5 separate regions of the Mus musculus genome follow, and all the other regions are linked to region 1. A link is a contact called in public Hi-C, HiChIP or PLAC-seq and promoter capture Hi-C data. All regions are on one chromosome and are shown on one strand. Each heading gives the region's core, a stretch centred on a gene start, on an enhancer-like site or on the middle of the called end of the contact. The rest is flanking DNA. Distances are from core to core; before and after follow the strand shown. Region 1 holds the start of Smug1 (single-strand selective monofunctional uracil DNA glycosylase). Region 2 overlaps Calcoco1 (calcium binding and coiled coil domain 1). Region 3 overlaps Gm36560 (a long non-coding RNA gene). Region 4 has its middle 81 kb from the start of Hoxc13. Region 5 holds the start of Nckap1l (NCK associated protein 1 like).

Region 1 (5,827 bases), core at 1,556-4,055:
ACATCTGAATACTAAGGATAATAATACCCACTTCATAAAGCTGTCTATGCATGGGAGAGGGGGAAGAAGCCCGGCAGCATGCCTTCTGAACGGCAACAGCTGTTCTTTCCCACACTCCTATGCACACCCAGTGCTTGTCCCTGGCCATTCCACTCACTTTCAAAATGCTTCTCCTACCCCTACTCCCAAAATTTTACACAGGTCATTTCTACAAACCCAACCAAATATGATCCTTGAATTAACCAGGACATCAAACAGCAGCCAACCAAGAGGATAACCCAACATATCTAGTTCATACTCCTCCTTCAAGATGCAGCTCAAACCACCTCCTTGGTAAGCTTTGCCTCTTCAGTATACGGAAACGTTCCTCAGACCCCAGCCCACCCCACAGCTAGGATTATAAAACGTTGAAGGCTTGATCTCCAGCTATCAGAGATGGCTGGATAAATGAGGATGCTAACATCATAGGCTACTAGAAGTGAGGCCTCATTGGAGGAAGCAGGTCCCTGGGGGTGTGTCTTTGAAGGGTGTATCTTGGCCCTGATCCCTTCACCGCTACACCCCTTCTTTCTGGCTAATATATGAGGAGCTTTGCCCTATACCCACCTTTCCACCATGATGTTCTGCCTCAGCACAAGCCACGAGGCCAAACAGCCAGGGACTGGAACCCCTGAATCTGTGACCTAGGTTCTAGCTTTCCTCTCTCATGCTGTTTTTCTCAGAACAATGAACTGCCTGGCATTTTGGCTGTGAAGCCAAGACATATGTATCTCAAAAAAAGTGATTTAGATGTGCAGGAGAAGGCTGAGAGCCACTGGGTACTGCCAGAATTAGTGGCTTCTTCATGACTTCACCCTTTTGCCTCCCCAACCAGGGTAAGGAAGACTAGAAGCCAGGTTCTAGTCTATCCCCACCACATCTATAACATCCTAGGTCTTATCACCAACCCCTGCCCAGCTCTATCCATTTCCACTCTATCTATCAGTCTTGTTTAGAGCTACCTTTAAACAAAACATTTTTGTTTCTCTGTGCTAGGGGTGGAACCCTGGAGCCAGGCAAGGACTTTACTACTGAGCTGCCCTGATCCTTAATGAACCATTACTGATGGATTCCTCTCTACCACCCATAACCCCAGTATGAGAGAATGATGGTAATAATAGTATATCACTAAGCTACATCACTAGCTCCCACTGCCTCTGCTGCTTCCTCCTCTCCCTCCTCCTCCTTCTTTCTTTTAGACTTTATTTTTATCTTATGCGTTTTGAGACAAAGTCTCACTACATGGCTTTGCCTGTCCTAAAATTCAAGATGTAGACCTACTAACCTCCAACCAGTGGCCTTCTTCCTGCCTCAGTCTCCCGAGTGCTGGGATTACCTGGATGTGTCACCATAGCAGGCTAGAAATCTGGTTTGTCCACACAGGCTCCCAGAACATTCTGGAAAGCTGAGGACGGTGTGGCGAACTGGGTTTTCTGGGACCTTTGCTTTGCAAGTCCCTGTGTAGAACCAATATTAGAAAAAACAGCACAGGGATCTCTCTCAGGTCTAAGATGGGTCTGCTCTGGGCTGAAGACAGCAAGGATAGGCATGCACAGAAGTGAGGAGAGCTTATTTTCACTGTTCATCTGGTAGCAAGTGTCACAGGCTAACTAGAATGCTAGTCCTGGTTTCCTCTCTTAAACGGTTCTTTCTCTTAACAGTTGTTTTTATTTACTAGGGAGAGCAAGCACACCTTAGCAACTCATGTGGCAAAAGATAACTTTTGGGAGCTGGTTCTCTTCTACTGTCAAGGCTCTGAGGAATGAATATAAGTCATCAGGTTTGGTGGCAAGAGCCCTACCAGCCAAGACATCTAAGAAGGTTCTCTTGCACAAATCACTTTAAGGCTCTTCTCTATAGGAACCATCAACCTACCTCCAGCAATTGTTTATTTCTTAAATATTTGAGTCCCTCATATGTTGGGGGGATAACTCCAAAATAAGATATAAGACAGGTTTGGGATAAGCCATGAAGAGCTAAGAGGACAGATATAATCTGAGCTTTGCTGTCCTGGACAAAAAATCAAAAAAAAAAAAAAAAAATTCCTAGCAGGAAGTCTGACAGTCCTCCCTAAAGTCACCAACAGCCATAAGCTCAATGCCTGATGCTGCAACTCAGTGGAGTGTATACCAAAGATGAATGAAGCCTTGGGTTCAATCCCCAGCACTGTAAACCAGGTATAGAAGCTCGTATCTATCAGCTCAGCACTCAGGAGGTAGAGGCGGAAAGATGAGAAGATCAGGAGCCTTTTGTGTGTGTGTGTGTGTGTGTGTGTGCATTTTTTCCCCTCAAAAAGCAAAATGCCTTAAGAAACATGTCACACATTTCAAATTACATTAAAAAACAAAGGGCAACCCTGAGATACATCCAGGCCACAGTGCGATGGAGGCTCATTAAGTAAAAGTACTGGCTGCTCTTTCAATGGTTCTCAGTTTAATTCCCAGCACCCATAATGCGGCTTGCAAGAGTCAAACTGCAGTCCTATAGTATCCAATGTCCTCTTCTGGTGTGCAGACAAAACACCCATATATAAAAAATAACATAAATAAACCTAAAACAAAAATAAGAATCCAAGCCACTAGCTAGCCGCTGTCCCTTGTAGGTGGTACAGAAATCCACAGGATTTAAATCAAAACAGCGCTGCAGGGCTCACAGGGGCCCCTTGTAGGCCTTGGAGTCACAGAGCGGCTACCTCTCCGGAACTCCGAGAGCCCCCACCGCCCTTCCCAGAGATCCAGCCCCCTACTCCCTCACCTGCACAAGCTCCCCATGCAGCTTCCGCTTCCTTTCTTCGTCCTGGCGCGGAGGGCACTGGGAGTTGTAGTCGACAGCATTTAAATAAGAAGAATGGCTAGCGACGTCTGCTTCCGCCGGAAATGCCAAATCCCCGGAAAACTCGCTAAAAGAGTTCCACGGGTCGCTGGGGATTGTAGTTTAATAATATGATTTACATCAAGACGTCACAACCATCTGGACTCTGCAGCCATCCCCAATACCTCATCCACCAGAGACCTTTCCCTCTTGCTGCCCCGAGGTATAAGGCATCATCTTTGCAGCCCTCCAAGGGCCATTAACTGTTTACATAACATCCAAAGAGGCAACCGTGTGGTTGTGGCGGATCTACAGAGTGAGTTCCAGGACAGCCAGGGCTACACAGAAACCCTGACTCGACAAAACAAAACAACCAAACAAATATCCACGAAGGCATTTCTCTCAGCACCTACCTCTTTGACAGTGAACATCCCTGTTAGCATTAGCATCTAAATCCACAGCCTCGCCATTTTAATCTGTTTCTCTCTTGCCTTGACATCTGCCAGCCTGTATCCTGAATTGGGTTTCTCCAAGAAGCAAAATCAAAACCATCCTTTTATCAATGTGAGGAGATGTATTGTGGAAATACGCTCACAGCCCTATGGGACCTGCTGCCTGTAAGCTGGAGAACCAGGGAAGCCCTTTGTGTTAAGAGCCCTTCCTTAGTCATTGGTTGCACTGGACTCTGAACAGGTTGGTGGTGCCCACCCAGGTTAGTAAGGAAGATCGTCCTGACTCAGATTTTTGTTTATTTACCAACTCTTATGTCTCCTGGCCCTCATAAGTAGACATATATAAATAACACATCCCATCTTTCCAGACTCTCCTACAATAGTCTTCCCAGGAAGCCTTCTCCAACAAACTTTAATCCCTAATTGCACCTAACTAGCCCCTCAGCACTGACTTCCAAAGCCATTCACACCCTGCTTTGTTCCTATCTAACTGGACATTTCACTGTGACTTTTCACTCAACTGGAATCTTCCATGGGTAGATATCTTCTGGGTCCCTTGCCTTCCCCAATACTCATGCCGGGGGAAGCCAGGGCTCTCATCACCAAAGCAAAGTCCCCAATGGGTGCTAGGGAAGAAGACCAGGGAACCCAGAACACAATGCCTTTCCCAAGACTGCTCTAGCATCCAGATAAAAGCAGTGGGTGCAGCTGTTGTGAGTAGTGACCATCCAGCATCAAGGTGAGGAATCACTCACCTGTATTCCATCGAGGCTGCCCCTTACTTGCTGAGCTGTAGTGCACAGCAGCCTTGTCCCTCTGGGTCTTGCCACTTTCTTTCTGTACGATTTGTCGCTCACCTCTTCCATGGCTTGCTTTCTGTCTCTAGGTGCCTCTATCTTCCCCTGGGCACACCTCAATATCTCTACTTCCTCTGCAATGAAGAAAAGTAAACTTCGTGAACAGGACTCTCTATCTCTGTTTTCTGCACATTTTCCTGTCTCCAAACAAACAAAACCTCACCATAGTGTTGTCTTGTTATTTAAGAATCCTAAGAGCCTGTTGAGACAGGAGGGCTGTATGTAACACCACAGCTCTGGGAGAGGAGGAAGGGGTATCAGAAATTCAGGAAGTTCCTCTGCTACATATCACATCCGAGGCCAGCCTGAGATAAGTGAAATCTTGTCTAAAAAAAGGAAAAGAGAAAAAAGAAGTTGGTGGAAGGATGCAAGGAATTAATTATAGACTTCATTTTCCGTTCAGATACCTGTGTCCCCCATAATTTTTTGGCTTACCCGATTCTTCCAGTGGGTTTTTGTTCCTGCTTCAGGGGTAGGGGTTGGTGGTAGTGGTGGTGGTAGTGGTAGTGTTTTGAAACAAGGTCTCATCTTGGCTGCCCTGGAACTCACTACCGAGACCAGACTGACCTCACAGAGATCTGCTTGACTTTATCTTCCAAGTGCTAGAATTGAAGTCCCATACGGGTCACCACCCCCAATTCAATTTATACCCCTCAGCATCTGCCTTCTCATGGAGCTCTGCTAAAGATTCTTAGAAACAAGACCCAGAGATGAAAGGTGAGCATAGCCCTTCCCTAGTCTCCTGACCCTCCAGAAGCTTCCAACGGACAGGCTGACAATGTCTGTTGGTCCTGTGAGATAAGGGGGACAGTAGATTCTGGCCGCAGCCAAGAAAGAGCTAGCAGGTGCGCTCTAAGCTGTGAAGGGGCCTCTGAGGCCCCACAGCCTCTACTCGCCTCCCGGGTGCAGAAGGGTTAACTTGCTTTCTTGTTTCCCTCGGGTTTCCGCAGGCTGCAGAGGCTGTGTTGGGCCACGAGCGCCATCTATCGGCCATTGAGGGAGCTAGCTTTGCTTCGCTAGGAATTCTAGGCCAGGCAGCCTTTCTCCTGCCAAGGGCTCCTGCTGCACAAAGCTTAAAATTGCCTATTGGATGAATGCAAGCCACGTTTTCCCCTCTCCGGGTACCAGGTGTCACCTGGCCACTTCCCTGGGGAACTCCAAAGGACTTTCTGGAGCTTTCTTTCCACACTCTAATCCCCTCTCTCACAGCCAGGTCAGAATGAAAGCTGGAATCAGGGCTTGATCTGCTGTCACGCTCTCAGCTTACTAATGGGGACGTCCAGGCAGGTTACTTCACTTCTCTGTGCCTCGGTTATCTCAGCTGTAAAATGGGACAATCCTTGAAATCTCTTTGTCTTTCGTGATAAATTAACTGGCAAAGTGCTTTATTAAGGCCTGTCCCAAAAGGGGCTGTGTGAAGGTTAGTCACACAGGTTGCTATGGCTACTGGCAGGCCTGAAAGAGGATGCTGGGCTGAACCCTCAACCTCCCGGCCAGACACAAAGGCACAGTACAGTACTAGCCAACTCATCCCTGGAAAGTCCATCAGAGACCACACCCTGCCTGAGTTAGGTGTGGGGACTGGGAGTTCAGTTTCCGAAGGTCGGGAGACTAAATGAAAAGTCAAAAAAAGGAAGGAGGACTGGGTATAACTCAGTGGTGAACTAC
Region 2 (5,827 bases), core at 1,382-3,881, 460 kb before region 1:
TGTTTTGAGACAGGGTTTCTCTGTGTAGCCCCGTCTGTCCTGGAATTCACTATGTAGGCCTCAAACCCAGAGAAGTACCTGACTCTGTCTCCCAAGTGTTGGGATTAAAGGTGTGAACCTCCACTGCCCAGCTCCTGTTTTTCTTACACTTTGGTTCAGGGACTTTTGTTTATCTTATTACATTAAAATTTCATTTATTCTGTATGTATATGTGTGTGTGCATGTGCCATGATGCAGTTGTGGATGTCAGAGGTCAACTTACTGGAGTCGGTTCCCTTCCTTCAACTGTGTGGCTTCTGAGGGCTGGTCAGGCATGGCAGCAAGTGCTTTAAATTGCTGAGTCATTTTGCTGGCTTAGCCCTCACTTTTTATGAGTCTGGTTATATTCTCAATCCCCAAAGGTCGGAACTCTGTACCTATTGCAGGGGCTGTGAAGTCCGGCTATGCAGCCACTGCCACACCTAACTGTCATGTGTCCCTGAAGCCAGTGTCCCAGCTGTCAGTCCAGTGTCTTCCAGGAGTCATTTTCCTGGCCTTGGTGCGGAACCTGCTTCTGTTAGATCTTCTCTTTGTCACCTCTCATAAGTAGCTTCTTATCTCTCCCTGGTCCTTTCCCATCATCTCCATCATTTTACCTTTACCTCTCCCTTCAATGTTGATATTTTCCGTTCTGTCCCTGACCGTCTGGCCTTCATTTCATGCAAGTTGCCCCAACCCTCTTCTTTTTTAATGTGGAGGTTTAGATGGTTGTAGACCACCATGGGAGTTGAACCTGTATCTACTGGAAGAGCAGCCAGTGCTCTTAACTGCTAAGAGTTAAGCACCGTATCTCCAGCCCTGACCAATCAGCTTTAAATCACCAAACATCACTAACACCATTTCAGTGCTATAGATTGCTTGACAAAAACAAGATAGGTGTTGGTTGCTATTGAGTTGTTTTTTGTTAACTTAAGAATCATTATGGAGTGTTCTTGATGAGTAGATTCAGCCACCTGTAACTCCAATTCTGGGGGATCTGATGTCTTCTTCTGGCCTCTTCAGGTACTAGACATGCATGCAGGCAAACCACTCATACACATTTGAGATAGATATAGATATAGATATAGATATAGATATAGATATAGATATAGATATAGATATAGATATAGATAGAGATAGAGATAGAGATAGAGATAGGTAGGTAGGTAGGTAGGTAGATAGATAGATAGATAGATAGATAGATAGATAGATAGATAGGGTAGATAGGTAGATAGGTAGATAGGTAGATAGGTGTGGTGGCACATGCCTTTAATGCTAGCACTTGAGGTCAGACTGGTCTACAGGACAAGTCCCCAAACAGCGAGGGCTACACAGAGAAACCCTGTCTTGAAAAAAAAAAAATCCAAAAAAGAAAGGAAACAAAAGAAAACTGGTTGGTGAGTCCAGTGTGATGCTCATTTTATTCTCTATGTATTATTTTGTATGAATGAAGTGAGTCTTTTTTTTCCCCCCAATACAATTTTTAAAAATGTTGAGGACTCATCTTCTGTGTCAGTTTCTGTATTAGATTTTGGAGCCACAGGGTGTATAAGCCCAGGTCCTACCTCCATGCTACTTACAGAGAAATGAAAAACTTGTACACATGATAATGAGCTTTTGTTTGTGGTCTGACTAGGGCTTGCCTAGGCAAGATCTGCACTGCTGGGTTTTCTATTCCTAGACTCTGGGTTGCCCCCTTCCTTTTCTCTTTAAGGATGGGGTCTCACTTAGCAGTTATGCTGGCCTGGACCTTGCAAATGTCATCACACCTAACCAGCCCTTGGCCTTTTGAAACAGGAATTGATATTGTCCATTTCGCAGCTACTGGGATTCCAGGCATGTGCAGCCGGCAGAGTGTGTGCTTTTATGAACATGCCACACATGTTCTAGCTCCTTTTTCAGGACACAGAACTCAAGCGGGCTTTGAAGCATCCTTTGGGTGGATAGAAAGGCAGCTGCACAGTCACTCGAAAACTGCACATTTCTGGGAAACAGTTCTGTTCCACTGTAGCACAGGGTTTCCCAGGGCAGGATGGGTGGAGGAAACGCCCCTGAGAACAGCTAATGAAGACCCCGCGCTGTGTGCTGGCACACTAAGCCATCCACACTTCAAGTTCCTGTAGACAGGGGGCAGCCACAAGGTACTCAGAGAGGACTAGATTCATCCTCTGATGACAAATGCTGACAGGAGTATCTGCTGCCACTTCATCTGACTTTCCCTTTCACTCCAGGACCTTCAGTTTTCTAAGCTGCACAGAGGACACAAAGCTCGAAGATAAGGACCACATCCATTTCAGAATGGAGGTATGACAGGGTGAGTTGCCAAACACTACACAATATGTAGGATCGGAGCTGGATCTGAAGGCCAGCTGTCCCCCTCCCTGCTCCAAACACCTGCAGAAGTCCCAGTGTGAACACTCATACACTGCACAGGAAGAGACACGTGGATCCAAAAAAAATGGAGCCGGAGACGTTGGAAGTGCTTGGTGTCAAATTAGGGGGTGGGGGAAGGGTTGCTTCTAGGAGGAAGATGTGTGGAACAGCTGTGGGAGGGTGAATCAGGACAGAGCTGAGGAGACGGCAAAGGGTAGAAAAGGACCCATGCCAGGGAGAGTAGGAACAAAGCCCATAGTGTGGTCCTCACCAGAGCCTCTATGTGTCAATGGCCTGGTTTGGTTAGCCATGTGCCTTTTGTGTGAGATGGAGGGTTGGCAGGGAGCAGGCGCCTGGCTCTGGATCCCTGTTTCTCCTTTAGCTCTAGGGGGACCAACCTCCTGGAAGCCAGAAAGTGTAGGTCCCAGATTCTTCCCTCCCAACCTCCCCCAATCATAAATCACGAGTGATTTCATTAAATGCACCTCCTGCTGGGGATGTTGGCTCATAATTCCTCTCTGATTAACCCCCACTACCCCGGCAAGTTTATAGGCCAAGAGAGGGAGGGGGAGAGGGGAGGGGAAAAGGAGGGATGGGGGGAGTCCTGGGCGGGTGATGGATGCCTCTGTCAGCCCAGCTCGTATTTATTAATAGTCTTAATACGGGAAGCAATAAAGGAAGAGAGGGATTCTATTAATTAAATCATTGTTATAATTAACTTTCATTAAAGGAGGATCAATAAAGAGAGGTTGAGATGGAGAGAGGAGAGAGATCCATTATCTCCAATTTCCTTGGAAAGGATTCAGGGAACGAGATGGGGTTGCTAGGAGACAGACATGAGGGAAGAAGACGGGATGGATGTAAGATTGTCATCCAGGTGCGGTAGGAAGCGGGGTGGTGGTGGATGGGTTAGTTTCAGGTAAAGACAGGACTATGGGGGTGGTCCAGTGAGCGAACCTGAACGGATGCAAGGTGCTGACAAGGGTGTTTTGGGACAGAGAATGAGAGAGCTATGGGTGTATGCCCTGCTAGGGCACACAGAGAGCATCAGTGAGCACAAGGTCCTTAATATATGCTCTGTGCTGCTATGGATGTCTGTGCTACCTAGACAACTGGTTGGGGTGGATGGATGTGTTGCTCTGATTGTTGTCAAGGAGTGCACGGGGGTGTATGGGATGTAAACAATGGTGGTAGGGAGCTCAGAGCACATCTCATTTGGCAGAACCCAAAGATATGTGTTCTTGATGGGAGTAGGGTATAGCAAGGATGACCATGGAATCTGATGGTCTTTGTGTGTCCCTTCCAATCCCATCAGCCACCTGTTTGCTCCCTCCTTAAAAGTGTGCTCCAGGCCGGAGATACACAGTGTCTTTTTTTTTCCCCCGTGGCCTCAGGTGGCTAGCACACCAGAAGGCCTGGTTAGAATGTACTTAATCTATCACTCTCCTCCCTCCTGACAGGGACCAGGAATTTGAAGCCCTTCTTTTCTTGTAGCAATGCCTCTTGATAAGAACATACGTCATGACAATGGTTACACATATCATATAAATATATTTGTCCAAACTACAAATAAGAGGAGAGTTTAAGGGAGAGAGAAAGTTCTTATTGCTGTGGGGGGCGGGGCTGGAGAAGGTGAGGGGGCGGGAAATGGGGACACCTGGGATCCCTTGTCCCCTATCCCTCACAGAAGGCACAAATACATTTTCTTTTCCGTTTGAGGACTTCGGTGTGGGGTGGCAGGAGTTGGCTTTGGGGCATCAGAAGGGAGTGATGTGTGTGTGTGTGTGTGTGTACTTGGGCTAGCAGTAAATAAATTGTGGGAATAATTCTATTCCCGCAAGGGAAAGTCATCTCCATCCTGGTTCCTCTAAACCTTTTCAGAAAAGTAAACTCAGCCACTGCTTCCAAGACAGATTGCTGCTTGGGACAAAGACATCAGGATGGAAGATGGAGTTGTAAGGCTTGGGATGAAAGCAGGGTGCAGGCATGGTCTGTAGGAACAGAACATTATAAAGCCTGGTGTGATTTAAAAAAAGAAAGAAAGAAAAAGAAAAAGCATGAGACCAAACTGCATATATGTCTGTGTGTGTGCACGTGTGTCTACATAAGAGGGAGAGGTGAGGTCACTCAAAGGTGAAAGGGTCCTGGGTGCTGAAGAAGAAATGCCCATCCATGTGGCCCTCTAGGGCGTCCTTGTCACTCTCAGCAGGGAAGCGCTCCTTGCAGATGGGACACTCCTTCCATGGAGGGTTGGCTGGGACCCCAGGGCTGGCCTCTGACAGGGAACTCACTGTAAAAGCACTAAAGAGAGATGAGGAAAGACAGACAGGGTCAGGGTTCTCTGCTGCCTTTATTTTTATTTCTGATATAAGCCTCAAACTTGTCATATAGCAATGGAAGGTTCCTGAATTCCTGAGTCTCCCCTTCCCCTCCCAGGGGCTCAGACTTCAGGCAGCACTGCAGCTTCTGCTGCCTTCTTGACCCGGGGACCTCAGGGAACACGACCCATGTGGTTCCTTGTTCCTAACATGCCATCCTGGTCACTCTCTGTTCAAGCCTCTCCTATGGCTTCTTCTGCTTAAAATATTCTCCAGATACCCAAGTCCTCTCTTCATGAGGCCCTGCTGGCATCTGTAGTGCAGAACCCATCCCCCAGTCTCCCGCTCTCCTCCCTCCATCTCCGTCTGCTGCCTAATGGGGCTGAAAATGAGTCTGACACTGTTCTTCATCTTCCTGCTCCAGCAGAGAGAGAGAATGACAGCACTGGCCCTTTCTGCCCCAAGCCCCACACGCCAGGCAGAGTTGGGGGGCCAGGCCATGATGCTCTTTTCCCTGAGGCCCTGTCGGCCTGACTAGGACTAGAGAGCCAGGCAGAAGGCACCACCTGGTCCCTGCCCATACTGCAGGTTCCCCTCCTAGAGTTTCCCAGGAAGTCAGGGATGAGCAACATCTCTAGCATAGCCAGACAGATGCTCTGGATGGCGGTCCTTCTCTCAGTCTCCATCCTCTTCCTCCCAGAGGACCTAGGTACCTACCTGGTGCCTGGGGAAGGGGAGGGGGCAGGAGAGAGGGGGAGCAGGACAATTTGGGCTCCACGGAAGATGAAGCTAGAACAACACAGAAGCCAGTCAAAGGAGGGAGGGAGAGAGAATGTGAAGCCACCTGGGGTTTGTGGAGGGAGCCTGGCGTTCCTGTCAACCACACTGGTACCTTCTCTTGGCTGAGCCAAGAAGGGGGAGTTAGGGCGGGGCGCGGAGGCTGCTTGCACACTGACCTCCCCCCTCTTTGTGCTGCCCTCACCTGGCCACGTCATAGAAGGCACTGCCGAGCTCAGGAAGCAGGAGGCTGGCTTCCTCGCCCCCACTCTGCACCGCTGCCATCAGGACTGACTTCTCATCTTCAGCCTCCTGGAAAGAGATGGGGGGAGGATTGGGAT
Region 3 (5,827 bases), core at 1,671-4,170, 360 kb before region 1:
TACCCACATGGTGGAAGAGAGAACTGACTCCTATAAGTTGTCCTCTGACCTTCATATGCACTTCAAGCCACAAGTGTGCCACCTGCATACATTCAACCATGTATATATGTGTGCATATATACACATGTATGAAGATATTTACATATATAGAAAGTGTGAAACATTTTAAAAGAGAAATGAAGAGATTAATTTCCTTCTACAAACAAAAAAATTCAAAAGGCAATTTTAGACAATTCTGAATTGCCTCAACCTCAGTCTCGCCTCACCTATTATACATGTAAAATGATTTGTTGGTTGCCATAGCCCATGGACCCACATCCCTTTAACACATTCTTCTTGGCACAGATAAGTGGCCTTCACTGTGGTAGTAGAATGAGAACAGAGAACGAATCATTTACCCACCTAGGTATGAGAATACAAGCCATAGGAGAACGTCCTCTATTTCAGAGCATCGTCCTTGGAGTCAGACATTGCCGTGATGATCCGGGAGGAGTCTGGGGATTACATGGGAGAGCGGTAGTGGTGCTTGATCCTGCATGATGGATTTCCAATTGAAATTAAGTCTAACAAGGCTCCCTGAGTCAGAAAATGTCATCAAGCCCTGTTCCTACTAACAACTTGAGAGCAGCTGGCTGGATTCACTCCATTAGCTACAGAGGGTGGAGGCAGAGAGTAGGGGCAGATGCTGCCCAAGGACCAGGAACATTCCCGGATCCAATGATGAAAGGCTAGCCTCCTCCCAGCTGTTTGGGATCATGGCTGAGCTAACCCTGATGGCTGGGCTGCAGAAGGGTCTCAGACACTCCTGTTTTTCCATTGGATGTATCCACACAACGGGTGTCAGGATGCTGGTTGACTGTCCGGGAGTGTCCTCTCTCCTATCCCTGCCTCCTGGCTGCCTGAAGTAGTTTCTTTCCCGAATTCTTTCTGAGTGCCTTGAAATATTGTCAGGGCTTCCCCCCCCCCCCAAGCATCTAGTTTGAGGCTCATCCTTTAAAGCAAGCCTATTTTGTCACAGTTGGGGCTTGGTAGAAACTTTTATGCATTATACTGCTATAGATTTTTTTTTTTTTTTGAGGCAGGGCTGAGGTTACAGGTATGTGTCATCATGGTTTGATATGGTGTTAGTGATTGAACCCAGGGCTTTGTGCATGCTAGGCAAGTACTCTACCAACCAAGTTATAGTTCCAGCCCCAGGTTTTCCATTGTTTTCACCCCCTTTTCTTGCCCAATCATGCATCTTCTCAATTTTCTCCCCATTCATTCCCTGTGTTGGCTAGGTGCATAGTTTATTTTATTTTTGACTATTTCAGCTCAACCCTGCATCTCCCCGATATCCTTATGGAAGCCATGTTCCCAAGAACTTGGAGCCTGGCGTTTTAAGAGCTTGGCTTTCTCTGTCGGTGGCCAGTTCTTTCATGTACAGGCTGTTGAGCGAGGAGACTCATGCCTGATACTTGCAGAGCTGGGCTAATGACTCAGTATGAACTGGTGGAGCTCAGAGGCACAACAGAAACCCATTTGTAATGTCCCCCCATCCTTAAGAGGCTGAGCAGCATCAGCAGGGATTAAGAGGAGGCTCCGGGGTTTGTTTTTGCCTCAGGAGGATCATCTTTAAAAACCATGTCCTCAGCATTAAAATGGGCTTGGATTTTCATCCTTTTATATGGTGGTGCCGTCTTCCTAGGGCTCCTGCCTTCGCTGTAGCATTTTTGTGGTAAGACAGACACAGTGTGAAACGTGCCATCTTAACCAGTGTTTAGAAGTGCATCAAGCACACTCACAGCGGTCTCTTGAATGGTCTCATCTTCCCAAGATCAAAGTCCGTACTTACTACACTACCTCCTGGCTCCCCCTTGCTGCCGTCCTTGGCACCCTTCCTCTAACTCACTCAGCTCCTTAGCATCATCTGACCACATTATGTAGTTCTGATAAATCCTGAGAATCCTCTCCACTTGGCCTCTGTAGACTTGTTCTGATGGGCTCCTGTCACTTCTTGGTTTGGAGTTCCTCTCTGAGAGGCAGTTCTGGGGCCTGGCCCTCATGTAAGTCATCTTTTCCCATCTGATCCTTAGGTATGGTCCACCCCACTTTCCTCTTGGTTCGGTTGGTCCTCATTTTCATATCCCATTCCTAATTTGTCCTGCTTTAAGAGACCCTCTTATCGGCATCCTCAAATGCCCCAACTGCTATGTGATGACCTTGTTGTCTCCCCGCATACACACATATTCAGCTGGATTGCTTGTCAGGCTGTTCTTATTTATCTTATTTCCTTCTCAGCCAAGAAGAGTCCCCAGTTCAGTGCTCTCTTTTTCTAGATCCTCAGTGCTCAAACTGTGGTCCATGTCCTGGCAACATTAACATCACTGAGGAGTTTGTCAGAAGTGCAGAGTCCCAGGCTCCACCCCTGACTTACTGAACAGTAATTCTCATTTTAACAAGACCTCCAGATTATAGTGTGCATGTTGAAGCCTAAGAAACACGGCCACAAGAGAGTGATAAGTAATTTATTTTGCAGGTGTTTATAAGTAAAAAAAAAAAAAAAAATCAACACCTGTAGCCTAGATTCAGATGGCATGGATATTGTTGAGGAGGGAAAGAACAGTATTTTGTATGCTTGGACTTCCTGGGGTTCTGAGAGAATGGCCTAGAAAGGCCTAGAGAGAAGCTGAGAAGGCCCAGGAGCCTCCATTCTCATGAGCAAGGCAGGAGGCTCACATAAGGAGAAGGTCCCCAACTGTCTGCTTCTTACTGAGGCAGAACGGAGATTCAGGTCCCTAAAATTCACTTGGAAGTTGGCTGACCATGTCTAGTCAGTCAGTGGTGCTTGTCTCAAAACCCAGCCGGGCTCTCAGCGGTTGGTTTCTGTCTCCATGGCTGGTGCTGACTCATCCTTTGTAGGAGGGCTGACTGTAGCTGGGAAAGGCTGAGGAGCCAGTGTAATTCTCTCCTTCTTCCTCACTCCACTGAAAGGGATCGAGGAGGGGCATGGAGAGCGGAGACAGGGTGTGGGAGTCAAACCTGTTCTTCGCATAGCAATCATCCAGTCTCACTCCAAGAAGTTGAGTCCACAGCTGGGAAAAACTGGAGCCAGTCTGAGTCTGCTTGGCTCGGAGCCAGCCTTCCTGTTTTTTTTTTTTTTTTTTGTTCTTTCTCTTTCTGGGGATCCACAGGAGTGGGAGCATCTTCCTCTAGTCTCAGGTATTAGAGAGCTGTGTCCCATGGAGGCAAAGGTTAGCTAGTGCTGCGAGTTTGAATTCTTGGGCTTTTGCCTGGCCCTCCTCTCTCATCTTCAAAAGAGGATGCCAGGATCCAAGATCTACTTGTGTAGGTTTTGTTTTTAGGGGCTATGCAGTAACTGAAGAACAAGGTGTTTTAGGACAACCTTGAGAGGGCTGTGGACTGTTGTGTGGGAAAATAATGTACACAAAATGTCTCTTTGCCTAGAGTCATGCTTTGTTTTTCTTGGTCCTTGGGTCTCTGCGTGGAGGCTCTATTGGTGAGGCGATGTGTTTCTTGTTCTAATAACAGTGGTCTCTAGAGCAGAGACCCGAGATACCACAGTCTGAGCAAAAGATCCCACGAGTGTCCCTTGTCATGTCCAAGGTTATCACCCTTAGGAGCAATCCTTTGAAGTCTGCCGCATGCTGTGATCTGGTCCTGGGTGTCTTATCTAGGGCTGGCATGAGATTGCTTACATCATCTGTAGTCAGATGTCTTGCTCCCGTAGGTCATACCAATGCTGACCCTAAACTACTGCTAGAACACTCAGTGTCTCTGTGCCCTCAACATGTCCACTCTTCTCACCTGGTGGAGGGCTCCTTGCAAGCCAGGAGAGGTGGCCCCCTCCTCTGTGTCCACTTCATGGAAGTGCAGTAGAGGCTGAGGAGGGGGGAATGTGAAGGAATCATACCCTTCTGGTTCAGAGAGTATGATAAGTTAACTCATTTGCAGTTCCTTGGTGAGAGAAAGAATATGCATTTTTCTGAACTCACTTTTAGGTCACATTGGGTTGCTTTGGTTGAGCAAAATTTGTGGTAAGGTTGTGACTTTAAGCCCGTATTGTTTATTAGGCTTCTTTTCTAAGGTTGTCCCGATTTGGGGAACTTGGAGATTGGGGGTGTATATTGGTGATAGCTGGTAAATGGGAAAAACATAAAATTTTAGTGAGGAGAAGCTATCTCAGGAATCTATAATGAGCACGTGTGTTATTTCTTTTCCAACAGGCTGCATAATTTTTATGACCAATTATTCCATTTGTAACGACGCTGAGATAACAGAGATCCCATCTCACGCTCCACGGCACACGCCAGGCACTCATGGGAGCTCAGGGACACTGTCCCTTCTTCAAGAATTGGACAGCTAGAGTGTTTCCACCAAACTGAATACTAGCAAGGGGGTAGGGTGGGGAGGAAGATGTGAGCCTTTTATAAATAGCAAAGGGGAGAATGAGCTAGATGGGAGGGGGGCATTGGGTATTCCGGGCTTTAAAGTGAAGGAAAAATTGACTGGAGAATAAGTCAAAAGATCAATCTTTTGGCACAAGAATTTTGTGATCCAATATGGCTTTCCAGTGGGCTTTCCTTACACTTCACAAGTGCACAGGTGTCTTCAGCCATAAGTGCTGGAGCCATCCTAAGCTTCAAGGAGCCAGCATTTTTGCTAAGGATTTGGAGGCTCAGATGGAAAAGTTTGGCTTGGGGAGGTTTAGAAAAAGACAATCCCCAGGTGAGGCTCTAAAGGGAGCTCACCTTTGGGGCTGGTAGGCTTCTTTCGTGTGTGTGTGTGTGTGTGTGTGTTGTGTGTGTGTGTTTGTAAAAGTCAGAAGAAACCTCAGGTCTCATTGTTTAGGTGCCATTCATTTTTATTTTATTTTTGAGCTAGGGTCTCTCATTGGCCTGGTTCATATATATATATATATATATATATATATATATATATATATATATATTCATTCATTTATTTTCACTTTTTTTTTTTTAGTATAGAATAGAGTTTATTCATGGGGAGGAGAGTGAAGAGGGCAGTAGAGGCAGAAAAAGGCAGAGAGAAAGAGTAGAGAAGTAGAGGAATAGAGGCCCCGGCCATGAGCATGTGGAGAGAGGGGGGAAGGGAATGGGGAAGGGGCGAGGGGACAGAGTGGGAGCAAGAAAGGAAGCGAAAGAGAGGAACAAGAGCCTCATTATTATTTTTTTTTTAAGCTAGGGTCTCTCATTGGCCTGGAGCTCAACAAGTAGGTTAGGCTGCTGGCTAATGTGCTTCCAGAATCTGTCTCTGCCTACCCAGCCCCTGTAATTACATATCCATACCTAGATTTTGTTTTTTAAAATGGATTCTGGGATTGGACTCAGACCCTAGTACTTGCAGCAAATATGTTCCTGGCTGAACTCTCTCCCCATCCCCTGCTCTTCCATCACACATAGTGTTCCTGTCAGGAGATTGTTCTGCACTGCCCAGACAGACCTGGTGGTCAGTTGCTCAGGTCCGAAGCAGGCAGGTTAGTGATTGGCTTCTAGCTGCCGCCAGTGACTGGCCTAGTCCTGCTTCCAGGATCTCCTCCAAGGTCTTTCCCATCAACTTGCCCTTTTACCACATTTCCGTCTGGTTTTTCTTGTCTACTAATTGTTCAGCGTGAGGTATTTGAAGTCAGGCAGGCCTCGGTTTGAGTCCCACTTAGTATTACATTACTTAGACTCTTTGATGTTCTTTTCCCATCTGTAAAATGGGGATAATAAAGCCCTACCTCTCAAACCTAGTTGTAAGAATTAACTAGGAGGATGTGTAAGCGAGGGCTTGGCACATAGCAAGTGCTTCCTTCATAAAAGGC
Region 4 (5,827 bases), core at 1,009-3,508, 320 kb before region 1:
CTTCACCCCTAGGAGGCTACAAGATGGGAATTTTATGATATTCACCCAGGACAATGACAAACACAGAAGTAACAAGGCAAGGACAGAGATCTGGGCAGTGGTAGGGAACAGAAGGAAGCCACTGGCAGTCCAGTGAATGGCTTATCAACAGAAATTCCCCAAAGAGGGACCTTGTGGGGAGAGTGTTTAGAGGAAGAGGATAGGGCTGTGGAAAAAAGAAGAGTGTCTCTTAGAGGAGAATGAGCTTGAAGAAGGAAGCAATTGCTGAGAAGAAACTGTTCAGCCCAGTTGAAGATTGTCTGGAGGAAGAAGTCATAGGACCATGGAAGAAAGGGAAGAGATGTCCAAAGGTGTTGACTGGTGTTCTGTCAGACTACTCTTGGGGCACATAGAGGTAGTGACTTCTACATATCAGGTTCAATGGGACATGGGACTTCCCACCAGCTTCAAGGAATCAAGCATGAGAAAGGCAAGGACTGGATGAGGTCAGGAAAGAGGGGAGTGAGTGCAAAGAGCTGTGAGTTCACTACCAAGCCTCTCTGACTGTTGCTACTGAGCTTGGAGCAGTGGGAAGAACAATGGAATTGAGTTTCCTTCTGATTCCAGGAGAGTTTAAGGTTGAAGAGTCAAAAAGCACAGTCTCTCAAAGTGAAGTGTACCGCTGCATTGTCTTCTGTGCCCTGAAGTAGGTCTGGGCTGTGAGGACACTGTTGGCTGCAGTGCAGAAAGGTATGCAGTGATAGGGCTCACCTTAGCCACTGGGTAGCAGGGGAGTGGGGAGGAGTGGATGTGCTTGTTTTGCTCTGGGCGTCTCTCTCTAGCTCAGGCTTCTGTCAGTACAGACCTGCATCCCAGCCCCGCCCCAGCTGTTGATTATACCCCTTGGGATGTATCAGTGCTAGGAAAGCAGATGTGCCAGATGTGACATGTTTGGAAGAAAAAGAACCCTTTCGCTTAGAGCCTTGGGGAGAGCAGCTAATCACTGTCTTTGCTGTTGCTCGTGGGAAGGGCAGGGCTGAAGTTGGATGGATGGCAGCTAAGTGCCCCCAACACCTCTGCAAAGGACCTCACTTCCAATACTCAAGGAGCCAGATTATGGGACAGGGGAGTGAAGAAAGAAGAAAGAGAAATGGAGACCCCTATCAAGTGAAGGAACTTTGAGTGCATAGTAGTGGGTGGGCTGGCAACTGGTTCATCTCACTGGGTTGGGTTCCAAATACAAGGGTGTGTGTGTGTGTGTGTGTGTGTGTGTGTGAGAGAGAGAGAGAGAGAGAGAGAGAGAGAGAGAGAGGTTTCTAGGAATTCAACCTAACAGGATCACCTCAATCAATCTACAACCTTCTCTTGAAAGACCCCAGGCTTCCTGGTCTACATTTCACTGTTACCCTGCAGTCATTCAGTTTATTTTTACTCTGTCCTCAGAAGCAAAGCTCAGGACTTTCTGTGTGTCTGTGTCCTTTGCCTGAGGGAATCCGATTGACTGTTGTTGACAGATGTCTCAGTCTGGGAATTCCCAGCATGCTTTGCTTAGTATTTCTTTGCCAAGACATCGCCTAGGGTGCCCAGACACCATGGCCTTAGTTGTTCAGCTGCTGCCCAACCTTCTCTAAAGTTGATGAGGTAGAGGAATAATTCCTTTGATAAGAACAGGATGGGGTTAGGGGGAAATGTACAAGAAAATCTTATGGGCATATTAGAAACTGCTGTGAGACCAAAGTGAAGTCAAATACTGCTGCACAAACCCAGGGCATGAACATGCAGTTTTTTACTATCTACTGCCCTTAGAAAATCAGTTAATTAAAAATATTCTGCTCGGATCCCAAGGAGGTAATTCTTGATTCTGTTTTTGTTCAAGTGTTGATATTTCCTATTGTGTTAGATTTATAACTCTTCCCATTTAAACCCAAGGAAGGCAGGCCTATGACCAAGACATTTACTAAGAGTTAATGCTATGAACTTTAATACTGGTGCCTCAGTAGAGAGATATGTTGTCTCTATTAGCTAGAAGCCCACCAACTAAGCCAAATCCCAAAATAGCATTACCCCTAATCTATCTTTCATCCCGATCCTGGAATTTATTCCAACTCAACCTCAACTCTAGTCCTTCCCTCCCTGCCCCCAACTACCCAGAATGATTTGGGGGTAGGAGGATGAGGGAGGAGAGGATAAGATGAGCAATGCCTCTGGGGAAAGAAGGAGGAGGAGGAGGCCCAGCCGGAGAGACCTGGAGGAGCCAGTGTGGTATCTGGGAGCCCCAGGCATGATCCTGGTACTTGCCAAGCCATGACTCACAACTTCGTTCTCCATGGCATTTTGTTGGGGGTGTGTCTGGGCTGGCAGCTGGTAAATAGGCTGCCTTGGGTAAGGTTCTCCATACCTCGGCCCTCTCCCTAACTTCTATAGACCCTCTTTTGAGAGGGTCCGTCCTTCTTTTGTATATCCTGATTTCACAAGACCCAGGCAAAGCAAGAAAAAGAAAATGCTTGCTACTTAGTTCTTCATCTTTAGTTACAAAGGAATCATGCAGAGACTAAATTGCTATACAGAGTCTTGAAGCTTCCAAACATGAGAGGTCACCTTGTCCAGCCCCTTGGGAATCATCCCCCTCAGGGACGCTGAGTTACCCCATTCTGCCCAGTGTCCTCTCATGACAGGGATCACACTCTATCCCAACCCCTCCCACTGTAGTCATTGCCCAAATCCAGATAGGCATCCACTGTGGCTGGATAGGGATCTTTATAGGGGTGAACTTGTGCTTGTGGATGAAATAGCAGTTGCAAACACCTGGAACATCTCCTCAGACCTAGTATCTAGGCTCAGTTGGCTTCAGTCATGATGTGTCAGTTTCCTATCTACAAAATGGGACCGGGCCTGACCTTCCTCCTGGGCAGAAGGGGAGCAGGGCCCTGATGACTGTTTCCTGATGGTGGGGGGTGATTGGGATTATTATTATTTATTAAGTGAGACAACCATCAGCCTGACTCCAAACCATATAGTTCAGCACAGTTGCTGTTCTTGGACTCATGGACACCCAACTCCTTCCCTCTCTATCCTCGGCTTACATCTGCCAATCCCACTGTAACTGCTCAAGATAGGGCTTAGGGGAAGGATGGTGCCTTGCTGCCTTCCCTCTGGGCCTGATCTTCACAGCTTGGAGCAGGATTTACCTTCTGATTATAGATTTAGCTACTATACCAGCATCCTCTGCTAGGTTGGGAGGGTGAAGCCACGAAAACAGAGACAATCGTACTACTTCATATTCACTGTGTATAAGAGGACTCTAATATTCACTTAGCTAAGCTGGATTTGGGGAGTGTTAAGTACATAAGTTTTTTTTTTTTTTTTTTAAAGGTGTTGAGAGTCAGGATCCCAACGAGCTGTCTCAATACCAAAACATTGCAATAACTTTTAAATAGCAGCCTAAAGTTGTTACGGTGTTTTTCTTTTGTAATCATACAATAAGCTCGTGTGCTCACAATTCTTGCCCTTGTTTTACAGAAGAGGAAGAGGTAAAGGGCTTCCCTCCAGGGTCATCGACCTAGTCCACAGCGGAACTGGCACTTGACTGAAGCCCAGGGAGAACTTCCATGGAACTAAAGCTCTTTCCGTTTTCAGGGGAAACAAACCAAGCTTCACTCTTGCAGGCCTGTTCCTTACTCCCAGGTATGGGGTAAAACATTCTTGACCAACAGAAATGACATTAAATAAACATATAAAGGAGATCGAGGCCAAGGAAACACTAAGTAAACTCGGGAAAGAGGTGTGGTCCTCTACAGACAGCACATTTTATGACTGACAATCTAGGTGTTCCAGGAGGGATCTCCAGCCCCCAATGATACCAGTTCTCCCCTCCCAGCCCAGTCAGTCTATGTTGGGCTCCTCAGACCTCAAAGACATCAGAGGAGCAAGAACCGTTGCAGTATCTGATCAGTCTGGTTATTATGGATTTTCTCTTGGGCCTGAGTTGTTACATGGCTGTCCCTTTAATTCTGTTTCTAGAGAAAGGAGAAGGAGCTATTTTATACATGCTACATGTGATTCAGGCATGCAGCAGTCACACATAGGGAGAGAGGGAGTAGGATTTGGATGTCGGTCTGGAAGCTACCAGTGTAATTTCCATTCATGGGTTGAGAGCACAAATTCATAATCTTTAGCCTCAAGAACACAGAATCCCTTGGCCTTTTCTTCTCACATCCAGCTTTTCAAATTATACTGGCCATTCAGGTTCTCTCCAGGAGGTCAAAGCTCCAAGAGTATGAAAAGCTTGTGTCCTTCTACTCTGATTCAGGCTGCTCTTGTGTTTTTGCTTCATCTGTAGTACAACCTCCTCACCGGGGCCCCTTTCCTTTAATGTTCTCTTGCAGCCATTCTGTGCATGTTTGCCAGGTCTGTCTTCCTAAAACACAGTTCTAGTTATACCACCTTTCTGCTTAGAAGTATTTACTGGCTTCTTCGGTGCCTTGGTCAGAGCCTACCTGCCACATATACCATCTCAGTTTCTTTCTTCTGCTGTGATAAAACACAGTTAACCAAACGCAGCTTTGGGGAGGAAAGAGTTTATTTGTCTAGCACATCCACATCACAGTCCATTATTGAGAGACGTCAGGTCAGGAACTCAAGGCAGGAACTTGGAAGCAAGAACTGAAGCAGAAGTCAGAGGTGATGGAGGAATGCTGCTTACTGGCTTATCCCTCCTGCCTTGCTCCATTTCCTTTCTGATATACCCCCAGGACCATCTGCCCATAAAGTGGACCAGCTCCGTCTAAATCGTCTATCAATCAAGAAAATGCCCCCAACATTTTTGCCTACCAGTCAGTCTGACGGGAGCATTGTCTCAACTGACGTTCCTTCTCAGATGACTCTAGTTTGTGTCGTGTTGGCAAAAAGACTAGCAAATGCTGGCACTCTGTGCTTTCTGCTCATTATCTAATTTTACTGCCATATCAGCTCTTGATTTTTTTTTCATGTAAAGATAAGGAAACTGAAGCATGTAATAGTGAGATAATCAGTCTGACTACGGGAAAGAGGGAGAGCTGAGACTTTACTGCACGTGCTTGAGTCCTGGTACCCACACTGTCCATTCTGGTGCCCACATACAGCCAACCAGACATCCTCCCAACTACCACACACAGCACTTGCTGTGGTAATGCTCATCAAATGCTCGTCATAGAGATTCGGACATCCTTGGTCCTATAGGTTTTGTTGACTCGTGTCTGGGGCTGGGAGATGGCTGTCAATAGCCAGCCTGCTCACTAGGGTTCAGATCCCCAGGAGTCACATGAAAGGCTGAGGAAGAGGCCAGGCTGTGTCTGCAGTCCCAGTGCTTGTAGAAAAGGTCAGAGACAGGTGGATTCCTAGATCTTTTGGTCAGCTAGCCTAGCAGAATCAATGAGTTCTAGGTTCAGAGACCCTGTTTCAATAAACTAGGTGGAGGGCAATTGAGGAAGGCACCCAGTGTTGTCCTCTGGCTTCCACATGCGCGCGCGCACACACACACACACACACACACACACACACACACACACACCCCTACACCTGCTGAATCCTATAAGGATGAGGTTTGATTCCTGTCCACAGGGAACATTCAAGCTAGTGAGTACACTCATATCTAAGACAGATATTATGTTAGGCTCTCAACAACAGCTTGGAGACTGTGGCTTGCCGTAGTGGGACTTGGGGACTCTGGTTCTTTGGTGTGTCTGTTGCTCTTTAAGATGTGTGACCTGGTTGTGTCACAGAATTTGGCTGCTCTGTATGGTGTGCCTCCACAATGTGACCTTTAGGGAGCCACTTCACAAAGTAAGAAGCAGCCAATGGCTTATCCATA
Region 5 (5,827 bases), core at 1,449-3,948, 290 kb after region 1:
TCTGGTTCATGCCTGGTGTCTGCCTGGCTGGAGGATTAGTCTGCAGCTGCTGAGATGTATTTGGTGTTTGCTATGGGACTGAACTGCTGCCAAAGAAGATTGAGATAATACACCAAAGAACTATTGCTGAACAAGTCCATTTCCCCCATATCCTAATAACTTTTCTCTTCTACTACCTCTGCTGGGTGGTGAGCTAAAGGAAGGGTTGAACCCTTATTAAAAGTAGGCTACAAAAATTTTGTGCCTACAGTCTTTGCATACTATCTGAGTCTGGAGGTTTTCCTTCAGCGATTTTTGAATCCTTATAATATTACAGTGCGTACCACCATGCCTGGTTTTATGTGGTGCTGGGAATCAAGCCTAGAACTTCATATATGTTGGGCCAGAATTCTGTCAATCGAACCATAACCCTAGCCCTCAATAAGTTATTATAACCAGTAGATTTGCTGAATGGTTGCTGTATCTAAGAGGGGTTTTTGAACATGGGTATTTCTCAGATGTGTTCCCTGTGACATTTGCACCAAGACCTCCTTGGGTACCTGGAAATTCAGGTCCTACTATAGGTTATCAATCCAAATCTCTGAGAGCTGAAACTGATCTCAATTTGTTGTGTAACAGCTTCCTCTTAGAAATTTTTACATTCCACCTTGTATGGAAGCCCTTTAACCAGGAAGGTAAACAACTCAAAAGAACTTAGGGAAGTCCCTGAAACTGACTAGATTCACTAGGCCCCTCTCTTCCAGAATAAGCAATAAAAACTGAGAGTGCTTCTCAGAAGTGAGTGCCAATCTGCAAAGACTCTGATACTAGACCAGCTGTCTGGAAGAAGTAGAAACTAGCTGAATTGTCTGGAAGATGTTTAGACCAACTGAGGCACTTGGAGAGAACACTCTCCAACCAGTTGAGCTGCAAGCAAGCTGTGCAGGGTTCTCCAGGTTCCCAGCTTTGTGATCTGTTATCCATGTTTGGATGGACGTTGGTGAAGCAGCTGTCCTTGAGTCATTTCTTGTATTTCTATAAGTAACCCCTCACCCATATTCCTGTAAGTAACCCTAATAAAGCTCATGGTTCATTAACTTGGATTCTGGTGGTATCTGTACTTTGGAATGTTGTGGGTGTCCTATATTGGAGAAGAGTAGACATGTGTGTCGTGTTTCCCCAGGAAAAGTTTTGTTATACATTTTTTTTTTTTAACATACCTTTGTTACCATTGCTAAGTAGGATTGTTCTCAGACTTGAGGGCACACTGGAGTCACCCAGAGAACTTGTTGTAGGATAGCATGTGTTAGGGGCTGGAGAGATAGATGGCTTAGTGGTTGAGTACTTGATGCACTTCCAGAGAACCTAAGTTAGTAGTTTCACACCATCCACCTGTAACTTTAGCTCCAGGGTATCTGATGTTCTCTTCTGTCCTCCTTTGTCATGTGTTTGAGTGTACACACACACACACACACACACACATACACACACACACACACCTTGAAAACAAAAAAACAAAAACAAAACATGCCTGTTCTACCTTAAGATTTTGGGTTGAGGGTTGGAGAGATGGCTCAGTGGTTAAGAGCTCTGGACACTCTTAACAGAGGTCCTGAATTCAATTCCCAGAAACCATATGGTGGCTCATAATCATCTATATTATGATCTGGTGCCCTTTCCTGGCATGCAAGTATATATGCAGATGCACTCATACATTAACTAACTAACTAACTAACTAACTAACTAACTAACTAACTAATCTTAAAAAAAAAGATTTTGTGTTCAGCAGGTCTTGAGTGACGTCAAAGAATTTGTGTGTCTAGTAAGTTTCTTTTAAAATATTTTGTTTTATTGTTTATCAAACCTAACAAGTTTCCAAGTGCTGCTGCTACTGCTGGATCATGCTTACTGATTCACTGTACTAAATACTACAAAGGATATCAATATTAGATATCATACCTGTCATTAGGAAGGAACATATGATGTGGGTGGGAGAGAGAGAAAGCATATGCTTAAAAATATAACAAGGAAGCTAATCCCAGCACACTGGAGGTAGAAGTAGGAGATCAGAGGTTCAAGCTTATCTTCAACTACATAAGGAGATAGATTGAGTATAGCCTGGGGTTTACAAGACTTTCTCAACCCTTGCAACCATGTGATATATATATATATGTGTGTGTGCGTGTGTGAGAGAGAGAGAGTGTGTGTATGTATATATATGTTTATATATAAATATATTTATGTTTATAAATAAAATATAGTGAACATGTCATTGAATGGAATAGTTAGAAAGAGACCAGGGTCCTAAAGGATGCTGGGGCCTAAGGGTCAGTAGAAAATAACAGGCATTCTTGACCGGGATCTAAAAGGGTAAGTGTAGAGGTGAATGGGGCTGGTAGTAGATATTTGTTTGGTGTGTGCTTTGTCTGGGACATTTGGGGAGAGGGAAGGCCAGAACAGTTGGTACTGCATTGTGAGGAGCCGTGAAAGCCTGTTCTCTTCCTCAGCTTCCGCCCACTTCTTACTGAAGTACTGCACAACCAGAAAGAGGAAGTCTCCTCTGCTGAGGGTGCAAGAGGAAGCACAAGAGGGCTCTGAAGGCCTGTGAGCCATAGTGACTGCTATCCTCCATGAGCCAATTACAGAAGCAACCGGAAGCTCGGTGCACCAACCAGGGCGGGTCCTTTTACACAGAGGGTGTTGCCAGCCAGGCTGAGAATATTTGGGGCATTTGGGTCTTGTTATCCGGATGGTCCTCTCTCTCGGTGGCCATCATGTCTTTGACCTCTGCCTATCAGCTTAAATTAGCAGAGAAGCTCACGATCCTGAATGACCGAGGACAGGGAGTTCTCATCCGCATGTACAACATCAAGAAGGTAAGCAAGAAGACCCGTCTAGCAAATCATGGCAGGAACCTGGAGGCCTGCAGGCCCAATAGTCAAGCCATATCTTTTTCTCCATTGCTTTAAGTGGCTTTCAGCCACTTAGACGGTATGGTTCCCACAGTTTGGGGAGATAGAGGGAGGCTTCTTTTTAAGGCGTGTCCTTTCTAGGTATTATTCTTGCCTTTTTGAGAGCATCACCTTTCCCCTATGACTTAGGGTTGGGTGGGAAAGAGAATATTTGTGTTGTGAGTGATTTGATTAAGGGTCTGGGGTCTAGAATTTGGGGTTTACTTATTGTCAGTTTCTCTAGTTTTTGAGTTTTCAAGTTGTGTCTCTGGCAAAAATTGTGTTTGTGTGTGTATGTGTATGTTTGTGTGTAATTATTTCCTTAAAAGGGGAAACATTTAAGGAAGTGGTGTTTTCTAAGGTAGTTTGGGGCTGTGAATGCTGCGTGTGTGTGCTTAGGAGAGTAACTATGAAACTGGACAAAGATGATGCCAAAAGGTGAGCCAGCGACTGTAGAAGGCAGGATAAAGGTGGGTAATTGTGAGACTTTCCAGGAAGAGAAAGAAGGAACTTGTGGAAACGGACCTTTGTGCGTTTTGTAGTAAAGCACCAGGAATATGGTTTCTGTCATGTCGTTTGTAAAGTCTCTTGGGACCCAGAGCTTTATATAAAGTCCAACTTATGATCAGCCACTTTTCTCACTACTTCCGGCTTCAGAGGAGGGGTGGGGAAGCAGCTTCCTCTCTGTGTTAGAGCTAAGCCTCAGTTAAGACAAGATGCCAGGTTGTTAGCTCTTAGGAGTACTAGTTCACTGTCTGGAACGAACTTGGTTTTCAACTACCCTCATGCTTTTATAATAAAATTTCAGACTGCCATTTCCAAAAGAGATAGTGGGAGTGAATGATGCATCCAAAGGCTTGTATCTAAATGGAAAAATAGTACGGTAGTTTAATATTACTTTTTTTTATGTGTAGACCTGTTCAGATTCAAAATCCAAGCCACCTTTTTTACTGGAAAAGTCCATGGAATCATGTCTCAAGTACATCAACAAGAAGTTTCCCAACATAGATGTCCGAAATAGCACGGTGAGAACTTGGGTTCATTTCCTCCTTTCTGTAACATTATTCTTGCATGGCAGATTATTGCAGACTCTCCACTTTGTCTTGTCTTTAAGTGTAGCCACCTATAGTTTCCTAGACTCAGACTCGGGGCTTCAGGCATTGAGGGTCGTAAGCTCAGATGGGAGCCTCCCATGGTGAACTGGGGCACAGTCTTGCCAGCCAGGTTCATGAGGACACCTGGTACACAGAGAAGCATCTCCACCAACCTTGCCGGGCACATCTTTTACTGTAGCACTTGATCTACACTATGCTTCTTTGTTGCTGCATGCTATGCATCCAGTGGCATATCCTGTACTTCTGTATACAGCACAATACTCCTGTACTGTGTTATCCCTAGATTTCTCTCACTCTATTCATAGTATCTTTATACTCTGCTTCTTTTCCTATTGATTTATATAGCAAATGTCTTCACTGAAATGAAACTGAAAATCTCCTTTCAGCTAGTCTTCTGACTGTAGTTTGAATCACATCTGGCCATCCAATCCAGATAGAAAATTTCTGTTTAGAGACTGGAGAATGCTGGCGAGCTATTGATCCCACCCTAGCATGTTCACCCCTTAAAGAATGACTGGGTATTTAAATTTTCAATTCTAATGATTGTCTGGAGAGATAGCTCAGTGGTTAAGAATGATATTACTCTTAGTTTTTAGTTACTTGGAGCAGTTGCTTTTTTAATTTTATTTTTAATTTTACATGTCTTGTTTGATCTGTGTTTCTTTCAGCAACATTTAGGACCAGTGCATCGTGAAAAAGCTGAGATAATTAGATTCCTCACTAACTATTACCAGTCATTTGTGGATGTCATGGAATTTCGGGTGAGTCCTCTGTAGCCAGGGTTAACATGGGCTTCAGGGGCTGAGCCTTTTTAGTAGGTATTCATTTATGTTGCTTATTGTAGGTTCTTGAAAGAAAAGGATAAAGGCACTAGTATTCAAAAATGTCTAAGTTGTAGTGTTAATAAATGATATATGAAATACCCTATTTACCATATTACTTCAAGAAATATGTAAGTGGATATGGTCAGTGGCACGAATCTACAGTCCCAGCACCTAGGAGGTAGAGGCAAGGGAATCAGAAATTCAAAGTCAGCCTCAGCTACATATTGAGTTCTAGGCTAGCCTGGGTTACACAGAATCCTGTTTCAAAAACAATTAAAGAAAACAAAATATAAACTTATATCAGGTAGTATTAATACAGCCACTCTAAGCATTTAGAATGTTATATATCACATACCAAAATTAAATATATTTGGTGATGGATTATGGCTGACTTCTGTTTACTGAATCATAGTTTTCTCAATTAAAAAAAATGTATTTATGTATGTGTGTTGTGTGTGCACTTGCAGGCATGTGTATGCCAGGAAGTGGGTGTGAAGGTCACAGGATAACTTTTGGAGGTTGGTTCTCTCCTTTTAGGTCCTATTATTTCTGCTACTGTGTTTTGTAAACCAAGCTAGCTGGCTCATTAACGTTCCATGGAATCTGCTATCTCTGCCTCCCATCTTGCTGTAGGAGTGCTAGGATTACAGACATGTGCCACTACATCTGTGGGTTCAAGGGATAGAGCTTGGATCATCAGACTTGTGAGGCTAATGCGTTTACCCACAAGTGTTAACGGTGTGTATGGTATGTGTGCTCATGAGTGTGAGTGTGTATGTGTCATGGCATGTGCATGGAGGTCAGAGAACAAACTTCAGGACTTGGTTTTCTGTTTCCACCTTGTCTAGCCGTTTCCCTGGGCTCCTTTTTAGTTTTTATTGTAGTATACATACCATAAAATTTACTCTCAGTCATTTTAAGTATATGGTTCAGTGATATTAAATGTATTCATAATGCA

What was found. Promoter capture Hi-C pulls out the DNA fragments that hold promoters and counts their contacts. A called contact is a pair of places that touch in the nucleus more often than the background predicts. HiChIP or PLAC-seq counts read pairs in DNA pulled down with a chosen protein or histone mark. Capture Hi-C pulls out chosen DNA fragments and counts their contacts.
Region 2: an H3K4me3 HiChIP or PLAC-seq map of forebrain shows a contact between it and region 1, with 7 times the contacts expected there. The contact joins the enhancer-like site here to the promoter of Smug1 in region 1. A contact is called at or near these places in 11 of 39 promoter capture datasets (the 3T3-L1 cell line, 3T3-L1-derived adipocytes, the C10 cell line and 4 more), 2 of 15 datasets of contacts at CTCF or cohesin (embryonic stem cells and pro-B cells), 54 of 484 Hi-C or Micro-C datasets (3T3-L1-derived adipocytes, the 63-12 cell line, the C2C12 cell line and 29 more), 22 of 115 datasets of contacts at active chromatin or transcription factors (SST interneurons, VIP interneurons, acute myeloid leukemia and 15 more) and 6 of 9 other capture datasets (adipose tissue, embryonic stem cells, embryonic tail and 3 more).
Region 3: a Hi-C map of cerebral cortex shows a contact between it and region 1, with 1.6 times the contacts expected there. The contact joins the enhancer-like site here to the promoter of Smug1 in region 1. A contact is called at or near these places in 2 of 39 promoter capture datasets (cranial neural crest and liver), 1 of 15 datasets of contacts at CTCF or cohesin (the NIH/3T3 cell line), 2 of 484 Hi-C or Micro-C datasets (cerebral cortex and cortical neurons), 7 of 115 datasets of contacts at active chromatin or transcription factors (the NIH/3T3 cell line, SST interneurons, VIP interneurons and 4 more) and 4 of 9 other capture datasets (adipose tissue, embryonic stem cells, liver and 1 more).
Region 4: a promoter capture Hi-C map of the SN4741 cell line shows a contact between it and region 1, with 2.2 times the contacts expected there. The contact joins the enhancer-like site here to the promoter of Smug1 in region 1. A contact is called at or near these places in 1 of 39 promoter capture datasets (the SN4741 cell line), 1 of 15 datasets of contacts at CTCF or cohesin (the NIH/3T3 cell line), 1 of 115 datasets of contacts at active chromatin or transcription factors (VIP interneurons) and 2 of 9 other capture datasets (embryonic stem cells and liver).
Region 5: a promoter capture Hi-C map of pancreatic islet shows a contact between it and region 1. The contact joins the promoter of Nckap1l here to the promoter of Smug1 in region 1. A contact is called at or near these places in 3 of 39 promoter capture datasets (liver, neutrophils and pre-B cells), 2 of 484 Hi-C or Micro-C datasets (CD4 T cells and pre-B cells), 2 of 115 datasets of contacts at active chromatin or transcription factors (memory CD8 T cells and microglia) and 3 of 9 other capture datasets (adipose tissue, liver and pancreatic islet).

What each region holds. Positions count from the first base shown.
Region 1 is chr15:103,160,479-103,166,305 of GRCm38.p6, forward strand. Smug1 (single-strand selective monofunctional uracil DNA glycosylase) reads right to left here and starts at 2,806. Exons shown (of 6, transcript NM_027885.3): 1 at 2,794-2,806; 2 at 1,325-1,496; 3 at 607-747.
Region 2 is chr15:102,702,855-102,708,681 of GRCm38.p6, forward strand. It overlaps Calcoco1 (calcium binding and coiled coil domain 1), which reads right to left. Exons shown (of 15, transcript NM_026192.3): 14 at 5,692-5,798; 15 at 3,923-4,692. The coding sequence ends at 4,515. Among named protein-coding and RNA genes, the nearest start is that of Calcoco1, 16 kb to the right of the region's middle. Within about 2 kb of position 2,632, at least 27 of the 459 cell types and tissues checked have an H3K27ac peak or open chromatin away from gene starts, as enhancers often do. A contact at or near this core is called in SST interneurons, cerebral cortex, cortical neurons and 4 more, where this site is marked.
Region 3 is chr15:102,799,516-102,805,342 of GRCm38.p6, forward strand. All of the region lies in intron 6 of Gm36560 (a long non-coding RNA gene), which reads left to right. Among named protein-coding and RNA genes, the nearest start is that of Gm36560, 48 kb to the left of the region's middle. Within about 2 kb of position 2,921, at least 59 of the 459 cell types and tissues checked have an H3K27ac peak or open chromatin away from gene starts, as enhancers often do. A contact at or near this core is called in the NIH/3T3 cell line, SST interneurons and cerebral cortex, where this site is marked.
Region 4 is chr15:102,837,628-102,843,454 of GRCm38.p6, forward strand. No RefSeq gene overlaps it. Among named protein-coding and RNA genes, the nearest start is that of Hoxc13, 81 kb to the right of the region's middle. Within about 2 kb of position 2,259, at least 34 of the 459 cell types and tissues checked have an H3K27ac peak or open chromatin away from gene starts, as enhancers often do. A contact at or near this core is called in the NIH/3T3 cell line and the SN4741 cell line, where this site is marked.
Region 5 is chr15:103,451,127-103,456,953 of GRCm38.p6, forward strand. It overlaps Nckap1l (NCK associated protein 1 like), which reads left to right and starts at 2,699. Exons shown (of 31, transcript NM_153505.4): 1 at 2,699-2,855; 2 at 3,845-3,955; 3 at 4,714-4,806. The coding sequence starts at 2,754. Gm52195 (a long non-coding RNA gene) reads left to right here. Exons shown (of 4, transcript XR_003951567.1): 4 at 1-52.